Linked DNA regions of Pan troglodytes: region 2 is linked to region 1. Evidence: chromatin contacts called from public Hi-C data. All regions are on one chromosome and are shown on one strand. The core of a region is the stretch at or near the end of the contact, and the rest is flanking DNA. Distances in the headings are between cores, read along the strand shown. Region 1 overlaps HIBADH (3-hydroxyisobutyrate dehydrogenase). Region 2 holds the start of HIBADH (3-hydroxyisobutyrate dehydrogenase).

What was found. A called contact is a pair of places that touch in the nucleus more often than the background predicts.
Region 2: a contact with region 1 is called in a Hi-C map of stem cell-derived neural progenitor cells, with 2.1 times the contacts expected there. The contact joins the promoter of HIBADH here to the enhancer-like site in region 1. A contact is called at or near these places in 1 of 7 Hi-C or Micro-C datasets (stem cell-derived neural progenitor cells) and 1 of 1 datasets of contacts at active chromatin or transcription factors (stem cell-derived excitatory neurons).

Annotation. Positions count from the first base shown.
Region 1 is chr6:33,379,772-33,386,734 of NHGRI_mPanTro3-v2.0_pri, reverse strand. All of the region lies in intron 4 of HIBADH (3-hydroxyisobutyrate dehydrogenase), which reads left to right. Among named protein-coding and RNA genes, the nearest start is that of HIBADH, 160 kb to the left of the region's middle. Within about 2 kb of position 2,549, at least 3 of the 24 cell types and tissues checked have an H3K27ac peak or open chromatin away from gene starts, as enhancers often do. A contact at or near this core is called in stem cell-derived neural progenitor cells, where this site is marked.
Region 2 is chr6:33,535,895-33,542,857 of NHGRI_mPanTro3-v2.0_pri, reverse strand. It overlaps HIBADH (3-hydroxyisobutyrate dehydrogenase), which reads left to right and starts at 3,657. Exons shown (of 8, transcript XM_009452826.4): 1 at 3,657-3,738. It overlaps TAX1BP1 (Tax1 binding protein 1), which reads right to left and starts at 3,629. Exons shown (of 18, transcript NM_001280442.1): 1 at 3,485-3,629.

The DNA.
Region 1 (6,963 bases), core at 1,300-3,799:
ATATAACACATACCTCAAGGGTTGATTTCTTAAGGGTCTAGAAAAGTGTCTGATCCACAGTATGTACTGAATAGTGTTAATTACTCCTATTGTTATTAAAATCACCATTGGAATTATTAAGGGGAAAATGTGAATTTCTCATTTAGTCAATAAGAATTTGAGAGCTAGCAGCATAGTTTAAGGATAAATTCTAGTTACTCGTTTTCTACTTACGTATAAAGATTTGAAGGAAAAGGTTTTATTCACTATAAAAATTAAAACAAAAAAATTAAGGTTTTCCTAATTCAAATATAAGCATTTTAGTGATTTTTAAAAATGTAATAGAAGCATACTTACCCTTTTTTGTTAATCTGAATTTTTAAGTGGAAATATAACATGCTGATAAAACCATTTTATAACATAAAAATACACATTTTCAATATACCTATATTACCTAATAATGCCATTCCCACATTTTAAAATTCATTCCTGTGGGATAGCTATTTGTCCCTGCAAATGCAGATAGTTCCTAATTTTCATACATATTATTCACATACTTGAGTGAAATAGTTTGCTTTCAGTTTTAACTAGTATAATTTAAAAAAAGCTGTGGTCGGGTCTCTCAAAACGTAAGAGATACTGATTTTAAAAAGTGGTTACAAATGAGGCATTTGAAAAGCAATTCCTAAACAATTGGATTTTAGGGGTTTAAGGCCAAGCATATAGGCACTCTACTTTTTCATTTCTGATCAAGAACAGAGTTAAAAAGTAAAAATAATTAGAGAATATAACACTTTGTGCTTTTAGAGTATTGATTGCTCAGATGGAATTGAGGAAATTTTAGTAATTTCTAGAAGCAAAATTATAGAGGTAGTAAAATCATCTTAGCAGAGAATAAGATGGTTTCATGATATATTTTAAAATACTCTATACTGGGCCAGGTGTGGTGGCTCATCCCTGTAATCCTAGCACTTTGGGAGGCTGAGGCAGGAGGATCACTTGAGGCCAGGAGTTAGAGAACAGCATGGGCAACACAGCAAGACCTTGCCTCTACAAGCAATTTTTAAAAACTTAGCTGGGTGTGGTGGCATACACCTGTAGTCCAGCTACTCGGGAGGCTGAGGCAGGAGGATCACTTGAGCCCAGGAGTTAGAGGCTACAGTGAGCTATGATCATGCCACTGCATTCCATCCTGGGTGACAGAGTGAGACCGTATCTCTTAAACAAAAGAAAATAAAAAATGAAAACTGTTTACCAAAACTTCTTGCCTTGTATTTATCCTGGACCTCCTTTCCTTACACATTTTCCAAGTTCACTTAGAAAATGAAGCAAACCAAAAAAACCAACAACCCTCCATTGTCCATAAGCTTTAAACCTGAAACATGGTTACATTTGACTTGTGCCTGGCCAGCAGCCTTTTCATTTTTTTAGTTTTGTAATCAACAGTTAATTGTTATTTTCAGAGTAAAGATCCTAAAGATTTGTGCATTAGAAACATTTCTTGGGGACTGATGTCCAGATATCACTGTGTAATACCTATTTTAGCTAAATTTCTGTTGGTATTTGTATCATTGCATGATTCATAAACAGACATTACTTATTCCCTTTCTCTTCTAAACTGCTATACTCTACTCGTGTTGTGGAAACTGCTATTTTGAAAGTGTAACTACTGATGGACTCTTTTTCTCTTACCTCCTCAGTTGATTAAAATGTCTCATTTTATGATGTGGTTGCTTGGGTGAGAATCTTGGAATTACAGATGTACCTTGGAATTTTTTCTCAGTTGTCTTGAATGGATTAGAAATGGTTAAATGGCTTCGAATACTCATCTCAACCTTCAAATCACTGATGGGTTAAAATGAGTTATTGAAAAAGAACGAAACCTCCTAATTGTAGCGGTAAGGCGAGAGGGTATAGGCAGTGGGGAGAGGAAGTGTATGTGTTTGGGAGTGGCATGACTAGGGCTAGAGGGTGCAGGGGAGGGGAGAATGTAGACAAGGCAGTGAGCTATCAACATGAACTTTACCTAATGAAATTTCTTGTCACTTCTTTTCTTTTTATTTAAAAAGTAGGTATTAGTAAAAGCTACTACAGCATTTTCTCCTAATAATTCATTTTTTTTTTTTGTCCAATATAACTTGTTATACCAGATTTTCCTTTCGGTCATTAAGATTTAAATTTCATATTTCTGGTAGTAAAATCATCTGTCAAGTGTGGGGAATCTGCAGCTTTAACACCACTTCATGTCTGATTAGAAGGTTTTCTTTTGCAATTAATTTTCCTCTCAGCTCTTTGTGGAGAACAGTAGCCCACTGCAGAGAGGTTAGAATACCGTGGACTTTGGCTGTTCATCTTTAATGATACAAGGAGGTAGCAAAGCAAGAATAAATGAGGTACTTTTTGGTGAGCAAAAAATGTGAACTGTCAGTGTGAGATCGGTTCTAGGAGCAGTTAGCCAGCAGTAATAGGGCACACTTGAGTAATTGAATTTGCATAACAAGGCTTGCTGAAGAGATCTGACAGGCATAGAGATTTGTCTAGCTAGAGAGCTCCAGATGGACGTGACCATGCAGCAGCTGGGTGGCACGTTGCGCAGCATGGACGGCACCGCCCAGACTGGCAGCTGGACCCTGGCGACTGCAGGGCTGTGGCACGCCAGCTGGTGGCTTCTGACAGCCAGTGGCCCTGTTAGAGAGCCTTTTTATAATGGCCTGTCAGGGTACTGTACCTGCAGGGACTGGCAGGAGAATGTCACAAGTCACCAGTGAGGGTTGTTAAGCTGAATAAATCTGTCCCAGGAAAGTCGAGGTGGTCACTGTTGGAACCACAAAGCTAACGCCTCACAGAGTGATTTCCCTCCTTTTCTAAGAGTGCCGTCCTCTTTTCTTTTTGTCTCCTCCTCTTCCTCCTCCTCCTCCTCCTCCTCCTCCTCCTCCTCCTCCTCCTCCTTTTTCTTCTTCTCTGTCTCTCCCCTTCCCCTTCCCCTTCATTTCTGGTCAAGAACAGAGTTAAAAAGTAAAAATAATTAGAGAATATAACACTTTATGCTTTTAGAGTATTGATTGCTCAGATGGAATTGAGGAAATTTTAATTTCTAGAAGCAAAATTATAGTTAGTAAAATCATCTTAGCAGAGAATAAGATGGTTTCATGATATATTTTATTCATGAAACCATCTTTAATCAACCCCTTCCCCTCTCTCCCTCCCTTCCTTCCTTCTTTCCTTCCTTCCTTCTCTCTCTCCCTGTCTCTCTTTCTCTCTTTCTTTTTTTCCACATTGCTCTACACTGCAGTCGCTCTGGATTATTGTAATATTCTTAAAACCTTGAAACCCAGTTGCCAAACTTCCTGAGAGCTCATGTAGACTATCAGTTGGAATGGAAAGAATGTTCCTTTTTGTGTTTTCCTTCTGTTTTTGCATATTTGCAACAAGGGCATATTTGCTTTTGTAGAAATTGGTGATAATCTAATAATTTATATTGAATGTATTGTTCATAGGGAAAAAAACATTTTTAAAGAATAAATTGCAGAGAAAATGAGTGAACTAATGTGAAGTCAGTTTGTTAAGTCACCTCCCCCTTCACGTCCAGGTGGACTGAATTTATGTGGAGGAATTACATAACCACCTATCTTCTTAGATTAGAACAGAATAGCATGGAAGAAGGCCAGCTTTCTGCCTGCTGTTAATAAAGTTTACATCTGTGTTCTTAAATTGAGAATTTTGCCATCTTATAACATTTTCTCCAAAAAAATTTTTAAAAAAATCATGTACCTAGAAAATACAACCATTTTTAAGGGCAGGAAAACTCTAGATTCATTTTTCAGTAAACAGAAAACTTAAATGTTACAAGCCCCAAACTCACTCACTTTTAGGACAACCAAAATCTGGTGAAACCAATTTATACACTTCCTTTGAGTGTGTGTCATTGACATTTGATCTGTTTCTCTTTGAATCGTCTTACAAATGCTTTTTACTTTTTCATTCTTTTCCTAATTATTTCTCATATCATCCCAGTGAATTAGACAGGGTAAATAATATCTTCATTTTGATGAGATGAAATGTGAGCCACAATGAAGGCAAATATATGTAGTGTCTCCTGGCTAATCTGGGGCCACCCAGTCTTTGCGGCAGTCAGGATGGTTCTGAAAAGTTATTATGTTTAACCTTCAGATTGGCAAAGATACAAAAGTCTAGTCTTAGCATAGATAGGGAAGATGTGTAGCCTCATAGACTGCTTTGGTGATGTAAGTTATTTGAACCAACTCAGAGAACAGTTTGGTAGTATGCATCAAAAACTTTTATACATACACACACGTGTGTGCATATACATACACATACATACACACGTGTGTATATATGCACACGTGTGTGCACATGCAAATATACACACGTACTTTTATACATACATATGTGTGTGCATATATACACACATATATACATATATAAAAAACATGCACACCTGTATGTATGTATAAAAGCTCTATATTTATAGGTCTATAAATTTACCTAGTAATTTATGTATGTATATTTTTACAAATATATATAATTTACCAAGTAATTCCACTTTAAGAATTTATCCCCCCAAAGTAAGAATATGTGTAAAGATTTAACTATAAGAATGTACTTTTAGCATTGTTAAGAACATTGGTTCTCAGTGTACCCTCCATGGATCCCTAGGAGGCCATAAAGTGAAAATTATTTTTCTAATAATAGAGTAATAATACTCATGGTGCAAAAGGAATGGTGAGTAAAACTGCTGCCCTTAGCAAGAGTCAAGACAGTGGTATCGTATTCTTAACAGCCACACATAAAGCATTCCACTTAATGTTCCTTGATGAAGCATTAAAAATTATTAATTTTATTAAATCTTAATGTTGACTACATGTCTTTTGTGTATTTTATTTGATGTAATGGAAAATATGCCCCAAACGATCCTGCTACAGTTGGTATTGGGGTTGTCTTGAGAAGTATTTAGGTGATTGTTTGAGTTGCCAGCTATACTATCTGCATTTTTGTGGAACACCATTTTTATTTCAAAGAATAACAAGACATCTTATAGAAAGAAAAAAGTGAGTCTTACTTCAAGGAAAGCAACTGAGGGTATTTGTAACCAATGATAAAACTGGATCTTTCAAGTAAAAATTAGAATTTTGGAAAACTTGTATCTGACCATATGAACTTAACAACTTTCTAATCCTTAAAGACTTTTGTGAAAAGATTGTTGGTGCGGTTAAAGAATGTGAGTTTCTGTTATTGTATACCGGGAATTTAGAATATCTGCATAACTAACTGAACCAGTATTTTCCAATTGACCCTTGTATGATGTTACCAAATTATGCCTAGATAAAAGATGCAAAGTACAAAATAGAGGGATAGATTTTAATGTAACATAGTATAAAAAGTTCTTTCCACATTGCAACAAGCCTTTAAGAAACCACCATTTGTCAAGTTTGGGTTTAATATAAAAGAAGGATATCCACAATTATCTGAAAAAGTTATTAAAATTCTCTCTTACTTTTTTAAACTGCATTATCTATATGAGGTCAGCTTTTCTTTACATATTTCAACCAAAACAACATATATCTGCTTCTGCATTTAATCTACTATGAAAATCCAGCTGTCTTCTATTAAGCCAGAACTAAAGAGATTTGAAAAATTGTCAAGCAATGCTACTCTTCTCACTAAATTTTGTTGCTTGTTATTTTTCCCAAAATATGTTAATATGTAGTAGGTTTATGATTGATGTTTTTAAGTCAATTGAGAAATGTTTTTAAAATTTGTTTTGATTTCTAATACAGTAAATACCAATAGATATAATCCACATAAACAAAAGCTTTTGTGTCCTCAAAAATATTTAAAGAGTATAAAGAAATCCTAAGACCAAAAAGTTTAAGAACCACTGGTTTAAAATGATGAGGCCTTGGAAATAACCCAAATGTCCAATAAGGGAGAATTGATTAAATTACATATTATGAATCAGTGATGTAGATAAATATTTGACATTAAAATATTTTACAGTGTTGTGTTAGTAGTAAAAGCAGGTTATGAAACAATACATGAATTAATGTCACAAAAAGTTATTAATATATAATATGCTTAATATTGTATTCTATAATACCTAGGTATTAGGTAGCTTTTTCTTGAAAAGGAAGGTAGAAAAAGTTTTTTTGAAGTTGTCATAACAGTATTAGACTGCATCATGAGATACTGTTTCCTTCTGGCTTTTGGTGAAGGTATTTGCTTTTTACTAGTTTTGTAACATTGGCCAAGTCTGAATTTTGTTCTCCTTACTTTAAAAATCAGATCAAGGTTGTTAACAGGGTAAGCTGTTCAATGTATTTTACTTCCCTCTAACATCTCCTTAGCTTTTAAAATTCTGTATAATAGCGGTGTATCTGTGACAATTAATGCTTAATAAAGCTTTCCTTGAAGTCAAAATAAGGGTCTTTTGAAAACAAGAACACATCTTGTAAATATCATCTTATTTCTGTGAAAAAAAAGTTTTGTGGAATAATAACTGTAATACAGAAAGTAAATTATCATCATGCAGATGCTTATTGGTAAAGATAGGTAAGGTAGCTTATGATTATACACTAAGTACTAGGCCAGGTATTTTATAAAATTGCTGAGTACTTTACAGACATCATCTCATTTAATCCTCACAAAAGCCCTGTGAGGTCAGTACTGTTGTTATCCCCATTTTACTGATGTGGAAATGGTCTCATAAAGAGGTTAAAGAATTTGTCCTACTCTTTTGTAGAGGTAGAGCTAATTCAGACATGAGCCTGGCTGACTGTAAGGCTTGTGCTTTTTATCCATATAATAATCTCCAACCAAAGAGAAATGAAAAACCACCATACGGACACAAGGAGCAGCTCGCCCAGCTTCTTACTCTGGGAAACCAGATTGATTTTGAGGTGGGGAGAAGCCTGGATAAAGTCCCATACACTTAGATCTCTAGGCCATAAAGATTCATTCCACAGC
Region 2 (6,963 bases), core at 2,408-4,907, 160 kb before region 1:
ACTGTAAGTGAAATGTCTTGATGTCTAAGATTTGCTTTAAAAACTCCAGGGGAAAAAATTAATGTTAGAGGGGGTAATAAAACAAGATTAGTAAAGTGTCGGTTCATTTTACTGTTCATTCTCCTTTGTGTATGTTTGAAAATTTCTGTAATAGTAAAACCAAAGCAAATAAAGAAATGAAACAGATTAGTAACACTCCACATATGACCCACTGTAGCAGAAACACCGCATTTTAGAATATGAACGCTTTGTACCCTTAGAAGTGTTGTAATTCAGGTAATGGTTGATAGAGTTACTGAAAGTTTTTCACATCTTCAGCTAAAAAACCTTTAGAATTATCTCCAAACTTTAATCCGATAGGACACACAAACATATGAAAGGAAAAAATGTCCAGCATTCAAATAGTTTCCAATTATTCACACTGTGGCTCAAAAAAAGAAAGACTAACAACTCTTAACAGACCTCTGCTCCCAAAAAATGTAATCAGCAATTTTTCTAGGAGGCAACAGCAAAAGCCCCAGTCTATTAATTTGCACCCTTGCAGACATCCCTATTTCCAGAATCCTTTACACCTGAGTGCCAAGACATTCCGCCCAGGTGTCACCCGCACCACTTTTATTTACTTTTTAGATTTTTATAAGTTGGTTTCTAAAATGCTATGATATTGGCCCACACATATTAGGGGAGAGGACATTTTTATCTTCTTCTAAAGGTTTATTTGGGACAAAATAAGCTTTAAAAAGACAGAAATGCATAAAGCCCAGATTTAACATATCCATTCCAAAAGAATACAACAAAGTCCCCAAAAGAAGTATACAAGGAGCATCATTAGGATCTTTCATGATTATTTTAACATTATTAAAAAGGTTGAAACTTTGAATTCCAAAATTTTACTTTTGTTATGGAAAAGGTATTTGCTGGTTAATTCTACAAACATGGCTGCAGTGAGAACTATAAACAGAGGTCTACAATTTAAGAACGTGATGGGCTGGGCGCAGTGGCTCACACCTGTAATCCCAGCACTTTGGAAGGCCGAGGCGGGCGGATCAAGAGGTCAGGAGTTCGACACTAGCCTGACCAACATGGAGAAACCTCGTCTCTACTAAAAATACAAAAATTTGCCGGGTGTGTGTGGGGAAAAGCAAGAGAGATCAGATTGTTACTGTGTCTGTGTAGAAAGAAGTAGACATAGGAGACTCCATTTTGTTCTGTACTAAGACAAATTCTTCTGCCTTGAGATTCTGTTAATCTATGACCTTACCACCAACCCCGTGCTCTCTGAAACATGTGCTGTGTCAAACTCAGGGTTAAATGGATTAAGGGTTGTGCAAGATGTGCTTTGTTAAACAGATGCTTGAAGGCAGCATGCTCCTTAAGAGTCATCACCACTCCCTAATCTCAAGTACCCAGGGACACAAAAACTGCGGAAGGCTGCAGGGACCTCTGCCTAGGAAAGCCAGGTATTGTCCAAGGTTTCTCCCCATGTGATAGTCTGAAATATGGCCTCGTGGGAAGGGAAAGACCTGACCGTCCCCCAGCCCGACACCCGTAAAGGGTCTGTGCTGAGGAGGATTAGTATAAGAGGAAGGCATGCCTCTTGCAGTTGAGACAAGAGGAAGGCATCTGTCTCCTGCCCGTCCCTGGGCAATGGAATGTCTCAGTATAAAACCTGATTGTACGTTCCATCTACTGAGATAGGGAAAAACCGCCTTAGGGCTGGAGGTGGGACATGTGGGCAGCAATACTGCTTTGTAAAGCATTGAGATGTTTATGTGTATGCATATCTAAAAGCACAGCACTTGATTCTTTACCTTGTCTACGATGCAAAGACCTTTGTTCACGTGTTTGTCTGCTGACCCTCTCCCCACTATTGTCTTGTGACCCTGACACAGCCCCGCCTCGGAGAAACACCCACAAATGATCAATAAATACTAAGGGAACTCAGAGGCTGGCGGGATCCTCCATATGCTGAACGCTGGTTCCCCGGATCCCCTTATTTCTTTCTCTGTACTTTGTCTCTGTGTATTTTTCTTTTCCAAGTCTCTCATTCCACCTAACGAGAAACACCCACAGGTGTGGAGGGGCAACCCACCCCTTCAGTGTGGTGGCGCACGCCTGTAATCCCAGGTACTCAGGAGGCTGAGGCAGGAGAATCACTTGAACCTGGGAGGCGGAGGTTGCAATGAGCCGCAATCGCACCACTGCACTCCAGCCTGGGAGACAGAGCAAGACTCCGTCTCAAGGAAAAAAAAAAAAAAAAAACGTGATGACTAGAAAACAAAAACTACAATGTTCTTTGAAGTTGAACAATCAGTTTGAAAAATAAATAAATAAAACCTTATTAGAAGTCGGCATCATCAAACAATCCTTCAAGTTTACCCTTGAACAGAACGAAAGAGAAAGGCTGTCCTAAGCTCCTTCCCTAAACCCGAAAAGCACTTTGAGGACGATCGACCCACTTTTAGTTTCTATTCAAATGATCTCTTTAAATCCTTTAGGAATTGAGCACCAAACTTGTAACTATTAATTGTTCGTGCACAGCTCGTAGAAATTTTAACATTAGCAGAATGCAGACAGCTGAAAAATCAAGATTTATTTTCCCATCTAAAGCCTAACATAATAGCAATTCATAACCACTGTGTGAAACCGGAAATCTAACACTGTGTATGTCTAAAGTCAAATGCCAGTGTTTTCTAACAAAACTTTTACCAATAAGGTGTGTACACACACCCACACAGACGCACGCTAAGCTCAATTTTTTACTAATAAGGTGTACGCGCGCGCACGCTAAACTCTAGCCGCAGATTCCCTAAGCCAGGAGTGCAACTCGGTCGGGACTAGTCCACACCTTGCGAACGGGGCGGGGTGGGGAATGGATTCCAGGTGAAGCAGGCCATCAGCCAGAACCGCCAACTCCGCCCGCGGCCCTCAAAAGTAGGCGGCGCAGGGAGTCTCCGCCCCCTTCGCCACCGGCGACTCAAACCAAAACAGCTGGGTTTCTCTCCGCAAAGGCAAACCCGAGCGTCCTTCTCGGACGCGACCTACGTGTTTTCTCAGCTTACTGCGCCGGTAAAACCCACACTGCCCTCAAAACAGTCACCCCAGAGCTTAGCCTTGGACACCAGAAGCTTTTCCTTCGGGGGTCGCCAGCGTCACTCGTCCCCAGCCAAAGGGCCCCCGTCCCACACGCCTCCCCCAAATCGCGAAGGCCTGTCCCGCGGGCCTCCCACCGCGTGGGGCGGCCACCCGTTGCTATTCCAAAACTCCACAGCTGATCCGAGTCGCCCACACCCCCATCACAATCGCAGTCTGGAAAGGAAGGTTTGTCTTCGGGAAGGAAAGCCTCGTCACCACAGAGACCTCTCCCGAGACCGGCCAGGCCCCTACAGTACAGGGGCTGAAGGGTGTAGCACGAGCCCTAAAAGATATGCAGCTGGAAGCCGCCCCGCACAAGGCGCTGGGGTGGACCGGGGAGGCGCCTTACCCAGTGGAAAGACTCCCGGATCAAGGGAGAAAGTTACGCAGGCTTCCGATCCTGATCCGCCATCAGCCGCCGAACCTCTTCCGCCACTACCGCCTACCCCCAAAGACCGGCTACACCTCCCCTCCCAGCCGACAGTAGGCCTTGCGTCACTTCCGCCCACGGGGCGGTCTCTTCCGCCTCCTGGCTGGTTCGCCGCTCCCCTCCGCGACGACACGCCCCCAGCCCACTCCGCCGTGGGACGTCTCATCCGGCGGGTAGGCTGGCTCTCTCCTTACTTCGTCCTTGCTATTTTCGTTCAACTTAATCGCAGCAAAACAATGCGTCTGGATTTACATTCTGATTTTATGTTATTGACATACGAAAGGGGGAAACACACAGGAGGTTTAAGTAACTCACCAGCGATGTGGAAAGGGCAGCTCAGAGGTCCATGGACAGTACCGTATCCCTGTCTGCGTCTCAGTCGGCCTAAACTAGCCCACTCATTTTATAGATAAGGAAATAGCCAGAGAAGCAAGGGAGTGACCACACGGCTAGGGCTGCAAACCCCTGAGCACCAAGACTGTCTCTGAACTCCTGGCCCAGTCCTGTGCTTTTTTGGCTATGAAGTTTTGTTCACTGAAAGCTCCTAGGAGCTTTTCAGTTCTAATGCCCTCTGATTCTATTTGCTCTCGCTCCAGCAGAGGCCTCTTTTCTAGCCGCATTTCTGTGAGTTACCTGCTTTTGTTATCCGTATCACTTTCCGTGTGTGAATTTTCTCCCGCGTTCTGTTATTTCTAAAATCACTTTTGCTTGTTGTGTATGTTGCCTTGCTATATTGGACATTCAGTTTGAATCGTAACTCCACAGAGGCAAATGTGTCCCATTCGAATTCATCATAGTCTTCTGTTGCCATAAAACCCTGATAAACCTTGCAATAGCACCAGAAAGGATATGTAAATTAGATCGCATTAAATGTTGAAGCACATTCTAAATACAGAACATTCAAAATTATCTTTCATATACTTTCATCTTTACTTCCAGTTATTTCAGAAGACATTAGCTTTGATAACATAGGTTCTCAATATTTACAGACTGATTTGTTTCCTGTGTATTGACATTTTTGAACTTGGTCTTGTGCTGGGTATTATACTTGATCATAGAATTTCAGAAGAACCTTAATAGGTCATTTAGTCCCAGTCTCCTTATTTTATGGATGAAGAAAACGGTGTGAATAATCAACATAAGTTATCACTTGCGTTACTGGTAGCAACCTTCTGGTAGTAGAAATAACTGTGTCCCTTAAGAAATGTAAACATAGCAGTGAATTTTATAAGCACAATTTGTCGGAGATGTCACTCTTTGTATGTTTAAATCACATTCCTATTTATATGTAATACATTTTTAATTACCACTAATTTTCAGTTAATGAAATCAGAAAAACAGTATGCTTAATAAAAACCATAATTGAAAGACTTTTTTTTTGCCCTGAGAGGGACGGAGTTTCGCTCTTGTTGCTCAGGCTGCAGTACAGTGGCGCGATCTCGGCTCACTGCAACCTCCGCCTCCCGGGTTCAAGCAATTCTCCTGCCTCAGCCTCCCAAGTAGCTGGGATTACAGGAGCCAGCCACCACGCCTGGCTAATTTTTGTATTTTTAGTAGAGAGGAGGTTTCGCCGTGTTGGTCAGGCTGGTCTCAAAGGACATTTTCACAAGTATTTTTACTTTGTTATTTTTAATTATTTCTTGAATTTTTAGACCTTATTTTCCCCAGGAAGGTATTTGTTCTGGAATTTTAGCTTGCTTCATTCATTTTAATAATGATCCTTTAATTTTTAGACCAAGTTTTTCCCACCAAGATAAATAGATACCTTCTTAGTATTTAATTGAATTTCTGGGTTTTGGGGGAGTAGGGTTTGGGTTTTTTGTTTGTTTGTTTGTTTTTTGAGACAGAGTCTCGCTCTGTCACCTAGGGTGTAGTACAGTGGCATGATCTCGGGTCACTGCAACATCCACCTCCCAGATTCAAGCAATTCTCCTGCCTCAGCCTCCCCAGTGGCTAGGATTACAGGCGCACACCACCACACTGGGCTAATTTTTATATCTTTAGTAGAGACGGGGTTTCTCCATGTTGGCCAGGCTGGTCTCCAACTCCTGACCTCAGGTGATCTGCCTGCCTCAGCCTCCCAAAGTGCTGGGATTACAAGCATGAGAGACCGCACCCGGCTTTAATTGAATTTCTTAAAGTTAGCCTCTTATTTGTATGGCAGTGGACTATGGCTAGAAGAGATATGGATTCACTTCCTTTAAGTGAAATCTTTCTGCCAGATGGATTTCAGAATTCAGAATTTTTCAGACTTTAGAGAGGTGTGCTTTATGTGACATTCCTCACTATCTGGGGCAGCACCCACAGTCAACTTTTTTTTCCGGAACAATTATGAATATCACACTAAGATAAATGAAATGTATAGTCTCACTCAAGTCAAGTTTTTCAGGTCAGGTTCTGCCACTTTGCCCTTGGGTTCAGGTCAAGTTTTAATGACAAATGAGTCAGGTCAAACAGGTTTTGCCACCAAATGTTGAGAAAACATTTGATTTTCAGAGCTTTTTTTTTTTTTTTGAGACGGGGTCTCTGCCCTCTTCCCTGTCACCCAGGCTGGAGAGCAGTGGCAAGATTTCGGCTCACTGCAACCTCTGCCTCCCAGGTTCGAGTGATTCTCCTTCTGGGATTACAGGCGTGAGCCACCGCACCTGGCCAATTTTCAGAGCTTTTTAGATTTCGAAGTGGTGAATATTGAGAGAATTATTGGAAAGTAAATCAGTGAGTAACCCATGATTTTTCTGGAGCAACTACAGTGTCAAGTAGTTTCTAGGCAGTTGTCCTGCGTTTGATTGGGAAAATATGCTGACTATATTTAAAAGGCACTGTTCTTTCATTAGAGGAACTTATGATAGCAAAGGGAAGAAAAGAAATGAGCCCATGAAAATGTAGGTAACTAAAGTGTAAATGAATAGGAAGACAGATATTCAGAGATGGGAGAAAGTACAGGCTTATGTTAGCAGTACACTTTTCATGGGGGAGGCAGGCCTGGACTGTCAAAGTGAGGTATGATTTCGATGAGGAGATGGAGGAGGAGGACTTTCCAGTCAGGATTTAAGAGCTTGGGCAAGGGAATCAGGTAAGAAGAAAATTGTTAACCAAAAATAATAATTTCCTCCAAAGTTCATTCATTCACCATTGTGTCATGTCGCTTCTTAATAAGAGCATTTTGTTCATTTACTATGTGCTCTGGGAAAAACAAGGAATCAAGCATGGTTTCTTCCCTGAAACTGCTTAAAATCAGGTCAAGATGTTACCGGATGGTGTAGATAACTGTCAAATTTGAAGGAAATGGACTATGAGAAATAAAGTAGAAAGATATACAGAATAATTAATTTTGAAATTAGCTAGACTTTGTAAAAGAGATTGGTCTCTAAACTTCAAAAGACTGATAAGATTTGAAA